2 separate regions of the Arachis hypogaea genome follow, and region 1 is linked to region 2. A link is a contact called in public Hi-C data. All regions are on one chromosome and are shown on one strand. The core of a region is the stretch at or near the end of the contact, and the rest is flanking DNA. Distances in the headings are between cores, read along the strand shown. Region 1 holds the start of LOC112750086. Region 2 holds the start of LOC112748197.

Region 1 (4,878 bases), core at 1,172-3,671, 140 kb after region 2:
AAATAATTAAATCTTAATTCTAATTATTAATAATAACATTAGGATTCTCTCCAAATAAAAAGTAATAAATATTCGTAGGAAGAAAAGTAAAAATATAAATTAAAAAGATAAGCAGCAACAATTTAAAACTAAATAAAAAAAACAAAAAAGTATGCATATAACGATATGTTTTTTTTATGTGAATAATATTATAGAATTATTTTTAATTATATTTAATTATAAATTTAATGTATTTTTTATAATTTTATAAATTTATTTAAATTATATTATTTTAATAATTTTATTTTTTATAGAATAAAAAAGTAAATAGAGAAAGAAGTAGAAGGGAGTTTATTAATTTTGGAGGAAAAGATTTAATTTTAATTGTAATAAAAGAATATTTCGTGACATATTTTGATTTGTCAAATTAGTAATATAAAATATAAAATATAAATTATAAGTTATATATAGAGTAGAAAGGGTAGAGAGAAATAGAAAAGGGGAGAGAGATAGATAAGAAGATGGAGGAGGGAAGTTTATTAATTTTGAAGAAAAATATTTATCTCAATTTTAATGAGAGAGTGTCATGTGACATATTTTGGTTGTTAAATTAGTAATATATAATATAACTATATTTTAATTTCAATTTTAATATTAAAGTTTTAATTTTAATTTAATTTAATTTTAATTATAATTAGAGAATATTATGTTACGTATTTTAATTGTCAAATTTATAATTAGTCATTAATAATAATATATAAGAGAGATAAAATCAATAAATTAAAAAATAAGAAATATAAAAAAAGAGATAGAGAAGAGAGAAATCTTAATTTTAGAAAAAAAATTTTATTTTAATTATAATAAAAAAATGAGACGTAATAGATTTTTGTTGAATTAATAATATATAATAAATATGAATAGAAAATATAAAATAATTTTATGTATAAACCCTTGTCTTTAATTTATTATCTTCTCACACGATATATCGAAGCAATCATGAAATTACATGGGTAATCCATATTTTTTCCTTGTAAATTATATACCATGTTATAGCTTGAAATTTAATTTATTTTCATTCAGATTATATATTAGCATGCAACTAACTAGGCCTTTCCAAAAGGTTAATTATTTGCATTTAATATTTTAATTAACACCCTTTACATGCAACTAAGCGTTCTGATATTAAGTGCATGCTCCTTCATATATCTTATAATAATATGCATAATTAAACGAGATAGTAAAGGAAAATAAAATAAAATAAAATAAAGCTTCTATGTTATATATGTACAGCAAATCATATACAATTTCCAATGGTTAAATTATATTCTTAAAAAGAAAATATTACCACAAGAGCTGTATTATAATATTTTCCTAAAAATCATCACTATAATGAACTGTGAATTTTGTTCTTTTTCCAGATATATGTTTGAGATTCATACATTTGAACAATTCATCAAGAAACCAAAAACATAGAAACTATAAATAAATTATATATATCCTGTATGCCCTAATCAATAATAATAATACTACTAATAAATTAGGCCCTTTTTGTATTTGACTCCAAATTGAGACCTAATTGAAGATCCAAAGCTTTGTTATTACTACTATGGCTTTGTATTTGATGATTTGAAGAATCAAGAAAGTTGCAAGGCTTGAAGATGTTGTAGGCCCTATTATTATTATTATTATTATCTATACTAGTATTAGAGAAATTGAACATGCAAGAATCTTGTTGTGAAGAAGAAGCAGCTTGATATGATGATGGCAGAGATGAATACCAATTACTATTTGATGCTTTCTCAACCAAAAAGTTTGAATCTTGATCATTGGGGTTGAAGCTAATTTGAGATTCTTCACAAACTGTGAAGTCAGAATAGTAGTTGTAGGAAGAAGGATCATAGAACCAAGGTGTGTTATTGTTATTATGATTCTGATTATGGTAAGAAAAACCATGATAATTGTTGTTTTGGAAATTGGGTTGTTGAAGATAGTAGTTTATGGTGGCTTTCCTTGCTTGAAGCTGCAGCCTTTTCTTCTTCATCCTCTCTTTCTTGTGAGCATTTTGGTGCCCACCAAGTGCTTGTGAATTTGCAAATTCCTTCAAACAGTATTGGCACTCAAACTTCTTCTCATTATTATTATTGGTTGTGGTTCTTTGATCTTGTGCTGTGGTTTTGTCCCCTCCTGAAGAAACTGAGTTAGATGATGAATTCACACTTTCATCTGATCCTTCTGTAGTGTTAGGATCTTTCATATTGTTTGAAGGTGGATTCAGCTCAAATCCAAATAGCCTTAGCCTCTTCTCCACAGAATTATTGCCATTTTCACAATCCCATGTGGGAGAAAGATCACACACATCCCTTTCCATTTTTTTTCCCTCTCTCTTAATTATTAGGTTTGGGGTGATATTTTGAAGTAGAAATGTACTATGATTAGTTGTTTGGCATGTGTTCCTTTTATAGAAAGTTAGAAACCTCTTAGGTTATATCATGCATTGCATCTATTAAAATAACTTTAATTTAGTATTTTTTTAATAAAAATATTCTATGTATATACAAAAAATCAATTATCCAATCAGTTATCGTATATTTGTATATAAATATAAATATTGTTTAACTTATTTTTAAAATATATTGTATACTACAGATAATAAATTTTTTATGTACACTTAACATAGTTATTTTTTTAAACAAAATTTTTGTCTATTTTTATTATTAATAATTTGATTAATTTAATTTTAATTTATAAGTCTTATTAAAGAGTAATATTTTTTTATTTTTTATTTTTATTTTTAAGTAAATTAAAACTCAAAACTTCATTTCTCATTAATAGATTAAAATATCTATTCGACGATCAGTAATCTGATAAGTTGATATATCCATTAAAATAATTAGTTTTTTAATACATGGGCAGCATAAGGGGACTACCCAACGGATCAATAGAATAAAATAGGAGACTTAGAAAAATGAAAAAAAGAAAAAGTCAGATAAGAAAAATTAAAAGCCGTCTCTCATGCAATGCTTTGTTATATATTAAAACAAAAATATTATTCGTTGATTAAAATCAGTTATTAAAATTAGTTATTAATATATTTATATATAAATATATATATATATATATATAATTTATTTTTAATATATATTTTTATTTTAATATATATTTTATATTAATAGCTAATTTTAATAGTTTATTTTAGTATATACATATCATAGTTGAATATTAAAAATACTTTCATATTGTATTAGATACACCTCAAACTTCTCAATCAGAGAGGATTCAGTGTGATTAAATTAGTATAGAATTAGATGGTTCATAAGCACTTAATAATAATTATAGTTCCACTTGGGGAGAAATCCTTAATTTAAAAAAGAGATATATTCCATGCCTAAGACATGATTAAAGTTATTAAACTAACTGTAGCTGCAAAAGTCAAAGAAAGGAAGGGTGCACTAACTTTATAACATATCTACTACTGTACTAAAATGCATATCTAATAAGATTATTTTAGTAACCAGCCAATGACTTAATGGCTTCATGTATTGTCCGCTAACTAAGCTTATAATAAATTAATATATTATTTTAGAGAATGGCACAAATAAATATTATTATTGTTAATATGGATTCCTAGCTATATATATATATCTAGGCTAGTCTATCTAGTCCCATTAAATACAGTTAATCCAATTTAAGTAATTAATAAAAAGCTAATTAACTGTAGAAATGTGATTAATCAGCACTAAATGAAGCTTCTTTTGTAATTATCCATCCCCACCACCACCCACAACCACATTAAAAAGAAGATTATTAGTCTGTTTTTCTTGACCATGTTTTATGAATGTGATATATATAAAAAAAGAAATATTATTATTTTTTTTCCTAAATGAAGGAATAAAAGAAGTGGTTGATGATGTAAGCATATATTATATACTACTAATTAAGAGTCTTCCATAAGATCTGGGCATATCTTCTTAGAGCAGGCAAAGCCTATATTTTATACAACAAATGTTTTCAGGTGAATGCAAGTCATCAACTATAATGTTATTCAAATAATAAACTTAGCATTTGCGTTAGACAGTTGTTCTAGCATGGACCCTACACTATGTTGCTTTTGGGACAATTTAGAAAAAAGATTAGATTGTGTTTTTATTCCATTGTCTATAACTAGATCTTCCATTGGTTGACTTCTTCCACCAATAAATCTCTCATGCCAATCAATTCCCACTCCTTTCTCCCTCTATCTTTCATGTTATTCAATTCATTAACATGATTTAAACATTTAAAAAGAAATATTGATAAAATTTTAAAATAAAAATATTCTATTTAATTATAGTTTTATACCATTAGTGGTTCTTGGATTTTTTTTTTCAGTGGATATCTTTAAGATTAATTGTGACGCTAACTATCTTAACAATGGTGATTGGGTTGATTTTACTTGTGTTAGCAGAGATTGGAAGGAAAAGTGGCAACGAGGCTGTCTGAAAACAATTGAGAGTAGTAGTATTTTGCAAGGAGAGTTGCTTGCTATTTGAAGAGGCTTTTTTTTTAGCATGGAACTCGGAGCAAGAAGACATTATATGTGAGACAAACTATGTGGAGGTCTTTACTATTGTCAATAATTTACAAAATTACTATGGTTTTATTGATCCTTTTGTGTTATAAATCCGAGATATTATATATTGAAAATGGCGTGCTGATCTCCGATTGATCTTGAGAGATGCAAATACAGTAGCAGACATCATGGCAAAGACTGCAATGAGGACCATTTCTCTTCAAGTGGAGCTTTTGTTACCTTAAAAAAGAGTTTGAGAGTAGTATTCAACCAGGCTGCCTTTTTTAAGCAGTTTCTTATTTTTTTTTTTTTTATTTCTTTCTTTGTTATTGGTTGTTTTCTTTCGAGTC
Region 2 (4,433 bases), core at 986-3,485:
ACATATACTTCCATGAGTTTTCCTTTGTGAGAGGAAAACACTTCATTCATCAATCGTTGGTAGGTGACTCTTGCATTCTTTAATCCAAAGGGCATCACTATGTAGCAGTAGTTTGCCTTTGGAGTTATGAATGGGATTTTTTCTTGGTCTGGCTTATACACCGAGATTTAATTGTATCTCGAGTAGGCATCCATAAAAGATAGGTATCTATAGCTCGATACTGAGTCGACCAGAGCGTTTATGCTGGGAAGTGGATAAGGGTCCTTAGGGCAGACTTTATTGAGGTCGGTATAATCGACACACATTCTCCACTTTTTATTTTGTTTTTTCACCAGCACGACGTTGGCTAACCACAGCGGATATTTAACCTCCCTTATAAACTCTGCCTCCAATAGGGCTTGTATTTGTTCTTCTACGACTTGTGTTCACTCTGGTCCGAGCTTTCTTCGCTTCTGCTGAACAGGTTGGGAACCTGGGTACACAGCAAGCTTATGGTACATCAGGTTGGGAGCTATACTCGGCATGTCAGAGACTTTTCAGGCAAAGAGATCGGAGTTTCTTCTCAATAATTCCACGAGCTATTTCTTTAGGCTTTCCTCCAGGTTTGCCCCTATACTCGTTGTTTTGTTGGGGTGGTCTCCGATTTATATCTCTTCTGTTTTGCTTTCTGGTTGGGGTCATATTTCTTCTCGAACTCAGACTCCGCCTAATTCAATTGTATTGACTTCTTTCCCCCTCTGAGCTGCCTTTTAAACTGAGGCTCTCATTATAGCATTTTCTTGCTAGCCTTTGATCTCCTTTAATAGTGACAACTTCTTCAGCTGTGGGAAACTTCATGCAGAGAAGTGGGGGTGGAAACAGAGCTGCAAGTCGGTTCAGGGTCGTCCGTCCTATTAGGGCATTGTATGCTGAATTTTCGCTGACCACAATGAAGTCGACACCTAGTGTCCTTGATCTTGATCTTTTTCCGAAGATGGTGTACAATGAGATGTAACCCAGAGGTCAAATCGGGGTATCTCCTAGTCTAAAGAGGCTGTTCGAGTATGCCCTTAGATCCTTTTCCTCTAACCTGAGCTTATCGAAGGCAGGCTTAAACAGGATCTCCGCTGAGCTGCCTTCATCTACCAAGGTCTAGTGTAGGTTAGCGTTTGCTAGGATCATAGTTATTACCACTATATCATCGTGCTTGGGTATTATTCCTTGAGCATCTTCTTTAGTGAAGGAGATGGTGGGCAAGTCGAGTAATCGATCATTCTGTCTGACTTGATATACTTCCTTGAGGTGTCTTTTTCGCGAGGATTTTGATATTCCTCCTCCCCCCGAATCCACCATTGATCATATGTATATGTCATTCAGGGGTGTGAGGAGGGCAATATGGTCGTCCTCCTTCTTCATCCCTTATTCTCTTCCTCGGGTCGTCCGACCTGTCTGCCAGGTATCTATCAAGTCGGCCTTCCCTGGCCAACTTTTTGATGACATTCTTGAGATCATAGCATTCATTAGTGGGGTGCCCGTATAGCTTGTGATACTCACAATATTTAGTCCGACTTCCAGCTTTCTTATGTTTAATCGAATGGGGAGGCGGAAGCTTCTCCATGTGGCATATCTCCCTATAGACATCGACTAGGGAAACCCTTAGAGGGGTGTAGTTGTGGTACTTTCGAGGCTTTTCCACACTTTGCTCTTCTTTCTTCTTGGGCTCCCTTTCTTTGTCCTGGCTTGGATAGTAGGGTAGGTTGGATCGAAGGGGAGGTTCTCTAAGTCGAGAGTTTTCTTCAATGTTGATATATTTTTTTGCCCTTTCTTGGATCTCGTTCAAAGAAGTCGGGTATTTTTTGGATATGGATTGAGAGAATGGTCCTTCTTTGAGGCCATTGACCAGACCCATAATTATAACTTCAGTTGGTAGATTCTGAATTTCCAAGCAAGCTTTGTTGAATCTTTCCATGTAGTCGCGAAGGGTCTCCCTGACCTTTTGCTTTACTCCTAGTAGGCTCGGGGCGTGCTTCATTTTGTCTTTCTGGACGGAGAATTTGGTAAAAAAATTTCTGGCCAGGTCGTCAAAGCTAGTGACTGACCTGGGGGGCAGGCCGTCAAACCATTTCATTGCGGTCTTGGTTAGAGTAGTCGGAAAGGCCTTGCAACGAGTGGCGTCGAAGGCGTCGGCCAAGTATATTCGGCTTCTGAAATTACTGAGATGGTGGCTTGGATCGGACGTTCCGTCATAGAGATCCATGTCGAGCTATTTGAAGCTCCTAGGAACTTTAGCCTTCATGATCTCTTCTGTGAACGGATCTTGCCCTCCCAAGGGACTTTCTGACCTGGTGGCCCGACTTTGAAGATCGGCCTCTATCTTCTGGATATTTTCTTCCAACTCCCTACGTCTTTTTACTTCTCTTCAGAATTCTCGTTCAGCCTCTTATTACGTTGTCGCTCAGCCTCGTGTTCGAGCTGTCTCAAGCGATCTTGCTGTCCATGGACCATGTTCAATATCTCTGTCGCGTGGGGATGATCTTCGTTCCTGGGGCGGCGTACTCAGAATGGATCCTCCTTGGATAAGGGTTTTCCGAAGGCCCTTCTCTGTGGGGTCCTTTCGTATGTGGCTGTGGAGGGGGGAGCATGACGACGTGATCTTCTGGCTGAGCTTCTTGCTTGGGTTCGGATGCGATATGATCGTCCTCGAGTTGGTTGTCTGCCATGGTTGTGGGATGACTTTCATGTCTCCGGCAACGGCGCCAATATTCCGAGGGTTACTTGAAACGTTGATTTGGGCTTGAATGTGAGGTCCAAGTCCCTTTGAGGGGCAGCGTCCGACTTGGGATGCTGAGGTGCTGCCTGTCTGAGTTTCTCGTGAGGAGGTTAGGAAGTGGTACCTGCAAGAGACTCAGATGCTTAAGTTAGCAAGGGTTTTGGGCAGGTTTTTAGTAGAGTAAAGCGTGTGTTATACCTGAGAGCTCCAGTGTATTTATAATAGAGTAGGTAACCACCTTTGTTAGAGTAGTTCTATCTTTTCTGATAGATAAGCATTTTCTTTATCTTGGGAGTTTGTTAGGATCTACCTTTTAGATGAGATAGCGTTAGTTAGAGAGACTTTATGGAGGTGGTTACGCCAGGTTAAGCTGGGCTTCTAGGTCATTGTCCGACCTCTTTGAAGAGGTCGGGTATTTCAATAAATCCACCTTTATTGATGGGCCTTTTGGATTATTGGGCCTGACTTTTATTTGTTGGGTTAGGATATATTTTTTATTCCTTTCAAATTATATTAAAAAAGGGTGATGAGTGATGATATATTGCATAATAACTAATTAACAACCGGTAACGTAAATTTTTTTATTATCATTTGAAGTCCATAATTTATTAGTATATAATATCAAACTTATAATTTTTAGAGAAAAGGACAAATAGGTCCTTAATCTTTTGGTCGGCGGATATTTAAGTCCCTGAAAATTTGAAAGTACATTTAAGTTTTTAATCTTTTCAAAACCTGGATATATCGATCCTTGGGTCTAATTTGTCTCATTTCAAAAACTTTCCCACATGTGCATCCGTATATCGGCCAAATCAGGACAACGGAAGCCACATTTAATTTTTCCGTTGGGTCTGACAGGCCCAAATGAACAGAGGGATTGATGTGTCCAGGTTTTGAAAAGGTCAGAAATTTAAATATATTTTTAAATTTTCAAGAATTTAAATATCCATGGGCCAAAAGGTCAAAAACGTATTTGTTCTTTTTCTCTCATTTTTAAATTAAAAATCTGATTTATATTAATTGCAACTAACCTATATAATAAATAATAAAAGATAAATATTTTCTTCTACATATTATTTTTTGTTAATACAAATTCATTATTAATTAATATCATAATCATAATAAACTAAGAGAATAAAAGTTCCGTCGTGCAAGTAAATCCCTATAGTGGTCATCGAGATTGATGCTGTGCATCAAAATCGTCCCTAAGATTCCAATTGCACCAATTACGTCTCTGAGATTGGAAAAATTGCATCATAGTAGTCCCTGACCCATTTTTCATTAACGACGCGCTGAATTGGCTTAATGATGTGGACATTTGGTGACACGTGTCACCTCATGGTTTGGCCACGTATAACGGTATGATAACGTGGGTGGGTATGCCACGTGTCACAATGCTATTTTGCCACGTGTCAGATTATGCCACATGTTGCAATGCTATTTCTCCACGTGTCATCCACTATGTCATCGTTACATGTGCACTAAATTGGTCCCTTACTTTACATCAAATGACTCATTTTAGTCCCTGAAATTCAATGCCATGCACCAAATTAGTCCTTTCATTAGTTTTTTCTCACTTTAATAAATATTTTACGAATATTTGATAAGGCACTTATTAACTAATATAAATTTATTATTCCCATCTATTTTAAGAATGTCCGATTTCCTATATAATTAACTTCTC

The links. Hi-C and Micro-C count contacts between places; a contact is called where the count stands out from the background.
Region 1: a contact with region 2 is called in a Hi-C map of an unstated tissue, with 4 times the contacts expected there. The contact joins the promoter of LOC112750086 here to the promoter of LOC112748197 in region 2. A contact is called at or near these places in 3 of 8 Hi-C or Micro-C datasets (leaf and an unstated tissue).

The regions. Positions count from the first base shown.
Region 1 is chr15:29,314,987-29,319,864 of arahy.Tifrunner.gnm2.J5K5, forward strand. It overlaps LOC112750086, which reads right to left and starts at 2,422. Exons shown (of 1, transcript XM_025798619.3): 1 at 1,277-2,422. The coding sequence starts at 2,347. The coding sequence ends at 1,517.
Region 2 is chr15:29,174,596-29,179,028 of arahy.Tifrunner.gnm2.J5K5, forward strand. It overlaps LOC112748197, which reads right to left and starts at 2,236. Exons shown (of 1, transcript XM_025796406.1): 1 at 1,349-2,236. The coding sequence starts at 2,236. The coding sequence ends at 1,349.